2 separate regions of the Zea mays genome follow, and region 2 is linked to region 1. The links are chromatin contacts, called in public Hi-C maps. All regions are on one chromosome and are shown on one strand. Each heading gives the region's core, a stretch centred on a gene start, on an enhancer-like site or on the middle of the called end of the contact. The rest is flanking DNA. Distances are from core to core; before and after follow the strand shown. Region 1 holds the start of LOC100276986. Region 2 overlaps LOC103630794 (TATA-binding protein-associated factor BTAF1).

Region 1 (3,954 bases), core at 936-3,435:
ACTGCCTGAGATGTGGATGCTTTCAGGCATTCTTTTTCTGAATTCCTGCTTGGTACTGCACAGAAGCCCTACAATGTTGATCTTCTATAGCATAGAGAAGAAGAAACACCAGCTGCGGCTAGTGGATGTTGCTTGGGGAAGCTGGACTTGTGGTTGGCTATCCGTAGCCATGGATCTCCTGGGACCACAGGAAGAGTTGAAGTTTGGCTGCTTCTGGTGCTACCAAAAAAACATACACCCACAAATGAAGAGAACACCACATGGTTTTGCACTACGCAGTTAAGAACATTCTAAATAGGGTTGGGGCCCAGTTGGGGTCTCAACAATACAGTACATGGCAATCGATGAGCTCATCACACGCGATGAGTTCACTCATCACACGAGAGCCACAGAACATAAAATTGTCAACGGAGCAAATTGCGGATGGAATGGAACAGAAGAATTTGACACACTTTAGTTTTTTTAGCCTTGAAGAATCTCTAGAACCAATGCACACAACACTAGTTTGCATCCACACAACCTTTGAACTCGAGGAGGCTACATCATGGAGACATCAGTTTACAAGATAGCACAGTACTGTGTTTGTACACAATCCAATCAGGCCCAATCATCTTCTTGGCTGAACATCAGACACAAGAGACCCAAATGGCTTGATCTCTTTTAGAAGCTTGGGAGGGATCCTGCTCGGATGAACTCTTTTAGAAGGGCCTTCTCCTCATCGAGTTTCTTCTTCTCGGCAGCATTGCGTGGCTTGATCTTCCGCTTCTCTTCCAGCATCCATTTGTAGAGCTTGCGCTGGTCATCTTCAGGGATTGGTGGGAGCTCCTTTCTGGGGATAGAGACTGGCTCAGCAGGCTTCCCAGCAGTTGCAGTAGCAGGATCAGTCGTTGGGTCCTTCTTTGCTGAGTCCTTTTGGTTGGCCCGCACGAGGACATAAGCTACATGTTATACAAAGAATTCAGTAAACTAGCCCATCTAAAAATTTGATTTGAGAAAGAACAACCTTCAGAACTGGAAACATAAGCATCCCAGCACTTTAGTCCAGTGCATATTTAACTCTTTGATGAAAGGGACATGCTGGCGTAATCATGAATAAAAACATTTGCACATTCATAATTGGCTGAGTGTAACCCAAGACCTGAGTCATGTTTTTGTCCCATCCCTCGCAGATCAAATGAAATCATCATTTGGAAGTTGGAACAGCAGATAACATCACTATGATCAGATTGTTGTTCGGGTGAAAAAAGGGGAGTATGATCGGCCCATTATATACGTTACTATAATAAACACTTCACCTTCAATTATGGTTGCATCTCATGTTTACAGGTTCTTTATTGCTTTCTACTGTAGCATATTATAAGCAGAAAGAACACTCAGCCGACACTTTAGGCGGTAACTAACGCTAACTGCTGATTAATTCTGAAGCCAAGTAACTAGAAAAGTGATTCATGTGCATAATTAAGTAGGTGGAGTAGCAACCACATACGAAAATCGAAGGCCCTAACAGGAACTTGCTGGGTGAAAACTCAAAATGTAGAATCAGCTACGACTGCCAGCAAGTAGAGCACCGGTCAATACAAAAAGAAACCAGGAGGGCAGCTCGTAATCCATAACGCCTAAGCACATTGCTGATTTTCTCATCTCACTAGAATTTGATCCAAAACAAGATCTCCTAAGCGGATCTTAGCTAGAGCAGACTCCGAGGACAATTACCCAGCGGCACTTAAACCTAGTCAAACTCGCAAGGGCAAACACCAAACGGGTGCGATGCTCCTAAGTCCTAACACGGCATCTTATGCGTACCAGACAGCGAGAAATCGCCGAGTGCAACGAAAACCTAGTGACCCCAAAGCGAATCGAACTGATGAGCGAGGGAGGGAGGCTGGGAGGGGGAGTAGAGGCAAGCTGACCTACGACAAAGAGGTTGGCGGCTAGGAGGAAAGGGAAGATGCGGCGCATGAACCCCTTCCTCGCCTCGGGCGTCGGCGGCGTCGGCGTCGGCGGCGTCGGCGGCTTCGGCGGCGTCGGCGGCTTCGGCGGCTTCGGCGGCGTCGGCGGCGTCGAACCGGCGGGCTTGGGCTTGCCGTGGGAGTCCATCCGGTGGAGAGCAGACCTTCTCTCTGTGTTGGGGGCGAGGGTGACCGCGTCAGTTGCCCTTGTTCTCGGCTCTATCTCCAGCGACTAATCTGTATTGATACTCTATATCTGTTATTTATAGTCTCTTCTAAAATATTATATCTTCTATATCTCATTTCTCTTCAATAACATACTCTAAATTATGTCCTCTATACATAAATATCTATATTAGAAATATTTTTTATTTTTTTTATATATGTATTTGTCATACTATTGTATATATTTTAATTTTTCTAAACTGGTTGTTTAAATTATTCAATTTGATAGATAACCGTTTAGAGAAACTCTATATATAGATGATCCAGCAACACTCTAAATTTAGAGAACCGTTTAGAGAACGTTGTTGGAGGGAGTACATAACGATTTTATCCTCTAAATTTAGGGTATATGACCCTTTAGACTGCCTCCAGCAATACACGGTAAATGGTCCTGTACTCTAAATTTAGAGTACGAAACGTTCTCTACGCCGTCCAACAAGGAACTCTAAATGGAACTCTAAAATATAGAGGACGTACGGCGAACGCTAAACGTAGAGAAGTCCTTACGCGCGCTATCCGTCTGCTCCGCTCTGGGCCCGCTCTTCAATGTGGTCATCCGTCTGCAGCTACCTCTGCTACCTCCGCTGGCTGATTAATTCTATTCTTTTTTTTGCGTGTAAATCTAATAGTAGCAGCACTTTTGCTAATTGGGATTATTAGATTAGTATTATCAGTTTATGTCCAATACATATATAGATATGTACGTAGACGGCGTTATGAAAAAAACGATTAGTAATGTCGGTTGCAAAATGTAATTATTATAATTAGTTCCTAATTCATTTTTATAAAATTTCTAGAAATAAATAACTTCATTTTTTTCATTACGCACATAAGTTCAAATTGTATTAATATCAAATAAATGAGTATTAAAAATGAGTATATGAATTCTGTTAGATATAGAGTACCGAATTTAGAGGACGTTGCTGGAGTTGGCGAAGATATAGAGAACGAAATTTTTTAGAGGGTTCTGTAAAGGACAGAGAATATTCCTTTAGGGGATAAAATTTAGGGGACGTTGCTGGAGACAGCCTTAGAGTTTCTTGTTAGAGCTAGTTTTAGACTGACCCCATCACCTTCTTTTCCCCTAACACTGTAGTTCCTTTATCGGCTGCACCGCTGCCCCAAAAGTTGCTACAGTGCAAGAGGAGTGTACACAAACGAGGGTGAAGTGGCCAGCTCCCCTTGGATCGTTTTAAGTGCATGCCAATATTTATTTATTGTATAAAAATTGATAATAGATGATGAATAACTATGAAAACTATTATTTTATAGTTATAGTAGAATATAAGGGAGAATTTAAGGCAAACCGTTACGGGAAGAGTTAAAATAGGAGAAGGAATCTTACTGACGCGGCTACATAGTAATGTATAGGGAGGAAAATTTAGAGGACACCTGCAGATACCCTCACGTATGAGTGACAATGGACTCTAAATTTTACACTATAAGATTTAAGGATCAGATCAGATTAGGATCGGACCCTATTTCTATTTATTTTTGAACTAAAATTTATTTATGGCCCTATCATTTTGTGAAGAAGCATTTAGATTGTGATCCATTACCACCCCTAGGCTCACGTGATCTCAAGGCAATATCTCAACTACTACCTCTATGAAAAAAATCTACTTTGAAAACAAGTGATTTTAGCACAGTAGAATGGCATTGTCGGTGTTTCGACCCCGGGGGTCCCTGGACCGACGAGTAAATTGTCGCTGCGTGTCCCAGCCCAGATGGGTCGGCGCGAGACGGAACACAAGGGGGAACAATAAGGGGAACCGCGGCT
Region 2 (3,972 bases), core at 1,002-3,501, 120 kb after region 1:
AGAAAACTGCAAAGCGAGCTGTGAGTCAGGCAAAGGGTCCAGCCTATGATGATCTTTACCGAAGACTAAGTACAAAGGAAGGGCAGAAGGATGTCTATAAACTGGCTAGGATTCGGGAAAGGAAGACGAGTGACCTCAACCAAGTTAAATGCATTAAGGATGAGATGGATCAACTCTTAGTGAAAGGACAAGACATCAAACAGAGGTGGCAGAGGTATTTTGACAATATTTTCAATGGTGAGAATGAGACTATGGACACCCAATTGGATGACTCCTTTGTTGATTTAAATAGATGCTTTGTACGCAGGATCCAAGAGCCAGAGGTCAAAGAAGCTTTAAAGAGGATGAAAGGGGGCAAGGCGATGGGACCGGATGGTATCCCAATAGAGGTGTGAAAATGCCTTAGGGATATTGCTATCGTTTGGCTCACCAAGTTGTTCAACCATATTTTTCGATTAAACAAGATGCCTGATGAGTGGAGTACATTAGTACCAATCTTCAAGAACAATTGATGGTGTGAAAATGTCTTACGGGGCGTTTGGATCCCTTCATTTTAAAGGAATTGGAATTCACTCAATAAAGTAACTTATTTAGTTTGGAATTTGGCATTCCACCACTTTCCAAAGTTCAGATATAAGGTTATCTCAAATTCATAGGGTGGAGGATAGGAAATGATTTTATGCATGATTAGAATTTGTTTCTAATCTGTAACTTACATGACACTCTTCGTTCTACTCCTCTATAATAAAAATGTAGCACATAAATATCTAGGACATCTTGCTAATAATAGTATGCAAATATATTTTGTATAAAAGTGAATTAGCTTAATTGATATATGCCTAAATTACTATTATTAGAATGGAATTCAATTCCAGTGATCCAAACGGGGTGTTAGAGATATTCAAAGTTGTACCAACTATCGAGGGATTAAGCTCACGAGCCACTCTATGAAGCTATGGGAGAGAGTTATTGAGTATCGCCTGAGAGGAATGACGCATACCACCATGAATCAATTTGGATTCATGCCTGGAAGGTCAACCATGGAAGCAATTTTCTTAATGAGACAGGTCATGGAGCGGTGTAAGGATTCATGTTTTTCGCTGACGATGTAGTTCTAGTAGATAAAAGCCGGGAAAGAGTAAATAGAAAGCTAGAGTTATATCATCGAACCCTAGAGTCAAAAGGATTTAGAATTAGCAAGACCAAAACCGAGTATATGAAATATGACTGGTACTACAATTAGTGAGGATTGAGTTGTAAGTTTGGTAGGCTGGTAGTACCAAAGGACACCTTCCGTTATTTGGGATTAATGCTACAGAGATATTGTGATATTGATGAAGATGTTAGCTATAGGATCCAAGGAGGGATGGATGAAATGGCGTCAAGCACCGAGAGTACTATGTGACAAGAGAGTGTCACAGAAGTTGAAAGGCAAGTTCTATAGGACGACGATTAGGCCTGCTATGTTATATGGGGTTGAATGTTGGTCTACTAAGAGACAGTGTATCCAACAACTGTCGCAGAGATGCATATATTGCGTTGGATATGTGGGCACACAAGATTGGATCGAGTAAGAAACATCAACTAGAACACTAATTGAAGAAAAACTTATTCAACATCGGTTGAGATGGTTTGAACAAGCGATAGGTCTAGAAAGTGTGCAAGCATATCAGCATTCACCTTTCCAGGTTCGCTGCGACTTGCCGCGTCTTTAATCCAAATGCGGCTTCTACAATATTTTGTTTCTATGAAGTATTTTGTTTCTATGAATTGCAGCTGCAGCAGTCCATATAGCTACGGCCGCGGCAGAACAAAGTACATGGAACAGTCACCATGACCAATCAAGGGAAATTCTGATAAGAGCTGCAGCTTTGATTATAGGTGAGCAGAGTATATACAACTCCTCAAAACAAAAATTGAGGAAGATGGAAACCAAAAAAATTGAGATCGTAACCCCAACCACCACCTATATCTGTTAGCATCTAATCTTTTCCTTCCTCTATCAAACAACAGCAACAACAAAATTAACCTGCCCCAAATTGCTTTATACACTGTACACGAGCCAGCCGGTGGTGGCTCAGCCGTTCAGCTTCGCCAGGAACTGGTTCAGATCATACTCATCGGCATACTGCGACTGATCCCAAAGCTCATCCAGACCATTAAGAATGGACTTCAAGCCTTTGCCACCAGATTTCCTCTTACTCTGCTCGTCGCTTGCCTGATACACGGGCCAGAGAATGGATCAGAAAAACAAAACATTTCCCACGAAAGCAAAGAACAAACAAACGAACTGCCTTACTTTTCTTGAAGCAGGGGTTGATGTGAACAGATCAAGCAGCTGGTCAGTGTTCATGGTCTTCAAGCTCGAGTTCTCAGCATTGATGACAGCATTGGCGACTGACACCTTGAACCTCTGGAGAGACATCACCTTCTCCTCAAGGGTGCCACGCATGATGAGACGGTGAACATTCACCACTTTCCTTTGACCCAATCGATGTGCTCTGTCCATAGCCTACAAGACAGACAAGGCTATGATGACTAAACGAAAAATCCTCATGAAAAATACAAAGAAACACAAAACTTACCTGAAGGTCCTTCATTGGGTTCCAATCATGTTCCACGAACACCAATGTGTCGGCAGATGTCAAGTTCAAGCCAAGCCCACCGACTGCAAAAAGAAAGAATCAGACCAAGCTTTCCCAACATATCAATGAACAATTCCACAGCTTCCTAAACATACCATGGGTTGTTAGCAGAAGTACATCAATGGTTGGGTCTGAATTGAATGCTTTAACGATTTCAAATCTCTTCTCTGGATCAACAGAGCCATCCAGCCGCAAATATGTGACACTGCAAAACATCAAGTTTTCTTAATTAGATGATTTGCTCAAAGAATAATCACTACAACCAAAGGAATGCAGCAGAAGCCCATACCATACAGCAAGATCAACACATGGACCCAGCACAAGAAATAAAATGTCATATAACTCACCTTCTCATATGAGATTGAAACAGGTCCTTCTCTATGATGTCAAGAAAAGCCTGAAGGAAAGAAAGTTGGACCGTGAGACAAGATTTTTTCCCCACTTGAAAGGATGACAGAACGAAAGGCCTTGGAATGACAAAATAACCATCTCAAATTTCGATAGGTTTTCATACCTTATGCTGAGCAAAAATCAAAACTCTGTGTTGCCCAACAGCTGTAGAAGCATCAGGACTAGATATTTCTGACCCTATACCACATTCTTGAAGTATTTCTTGAAGAGCAACAAGCTTAGGTGAGTGGTGAAGCTCATGAAGCTCACTGCCAGATCCCAGACCTATTTCATTCAGAAGATCCACAAGATGATTTGGGGGGTTCTCCCCAGTTACAAGCAAGGGATGGCTGCATAGTTTTAATAGGTACTGCAATGCCTGCATTAAAAATGCAAATTTAGTTAGAAAGCAATCCCATTAAAACAAAAAAAAAATGTAAGGGCTTGTTCGTTTTGATGTTAAACCATGTGAATTGGGTGGGATTGAGTCGTTTTAAATCCATAACAAGTCAAAATGCACCCCAATCCCACTCAATCCACATGGAATTGAAATAAATGAACAAGGCCTAAATGAATAACAAGGATGAGATTCAACTGCAGCACCTGAAACACATGCCGAGTTGCCTTTGGTTGAGGTGCAGATTCCTCCAGTTCATTTGCTTTTACTATAGTTGAAATCTCGTCTTTTGCATTGGAGCTGGAAAATTTGTCATAAAGTTTGAGCTGCAATAGACTGAGATCACAATATCTATCCTGGATTATCTTCTCTGGAAGATCAGATAAAACTTCATCCTTTGTTCTTCTCAGTAGAAACGGCATGACCTGGTACAGCATGTTCAAATTTATTTATCTACAAAAGGTCATTTGTAATACAATTATAAATAATAAATACCTGCTTATGCAGTGCCTCCATTGCAAGAATACCAGCTTCAGCATC

What was found. Hi-C and Micro-C count contacts between places; a contact is called where the count stands out from the background.
Region 2: a contact with region 1 is called in a Hi-C map of root tip, with 2.7 times the contacts expected there. The contact joins the enhancer-like site here to the promoter of LOC100276986 in region 1. A contact is called at or near these places in 9 of 25 Hi-C or Micro-C datasets (bundle sheath, ear, endosperm and 3 more) and 2 of 3 datasets of contacts at active chromatin or transcription factors (leaf and seedling).

What each region holds. Positions count from the first base shown.
Region 1 is chr6:178,603,621-178,607,574 of Zm-B73-REFERENCE-NAM-5.0, forward strand. It overlaps LOC100276986, which reads right to left and starts at 2,186. Exons shown (of 2, transcript NM_001150665.2): 1 at 1,911-2,186; 2 at 265-938. The coding sequence starts at 2,097. The coding sequence ends at 661.
Region 2 is chr6:178,721,485-178,725,456 of Zm-B73-REFERENCE-NAM-5.0, forward strand. It overlaps LOC103630794 (TATA-binding protein-associated factor BTAF1), which reads right to left. Exons shown (of 29, transcript XM_008651860.3): 22 at 3,928-3,972; 23 at 3,639-3,857; 24 at 3,160-3,414; 25 at 2,993-3,042; 26 at 2,741-2,850; 27 at 2,586-2,668; 28 at 2,300-2,512; 29 at 1,844-2,218. The coding sequence ends at 2,078. Among protein-coding and RNA genes, the nearest start is that of LOC103630794, 25 kb to the right of the region's middle. Within about 2 kb of position 2,252, at least 2 of the 20 cell types and tissues checked have an H3K27ac peak or open chromatin away from gene starts, as enhancers often do. A contact at or near this core is called in root tip, where this site is marked.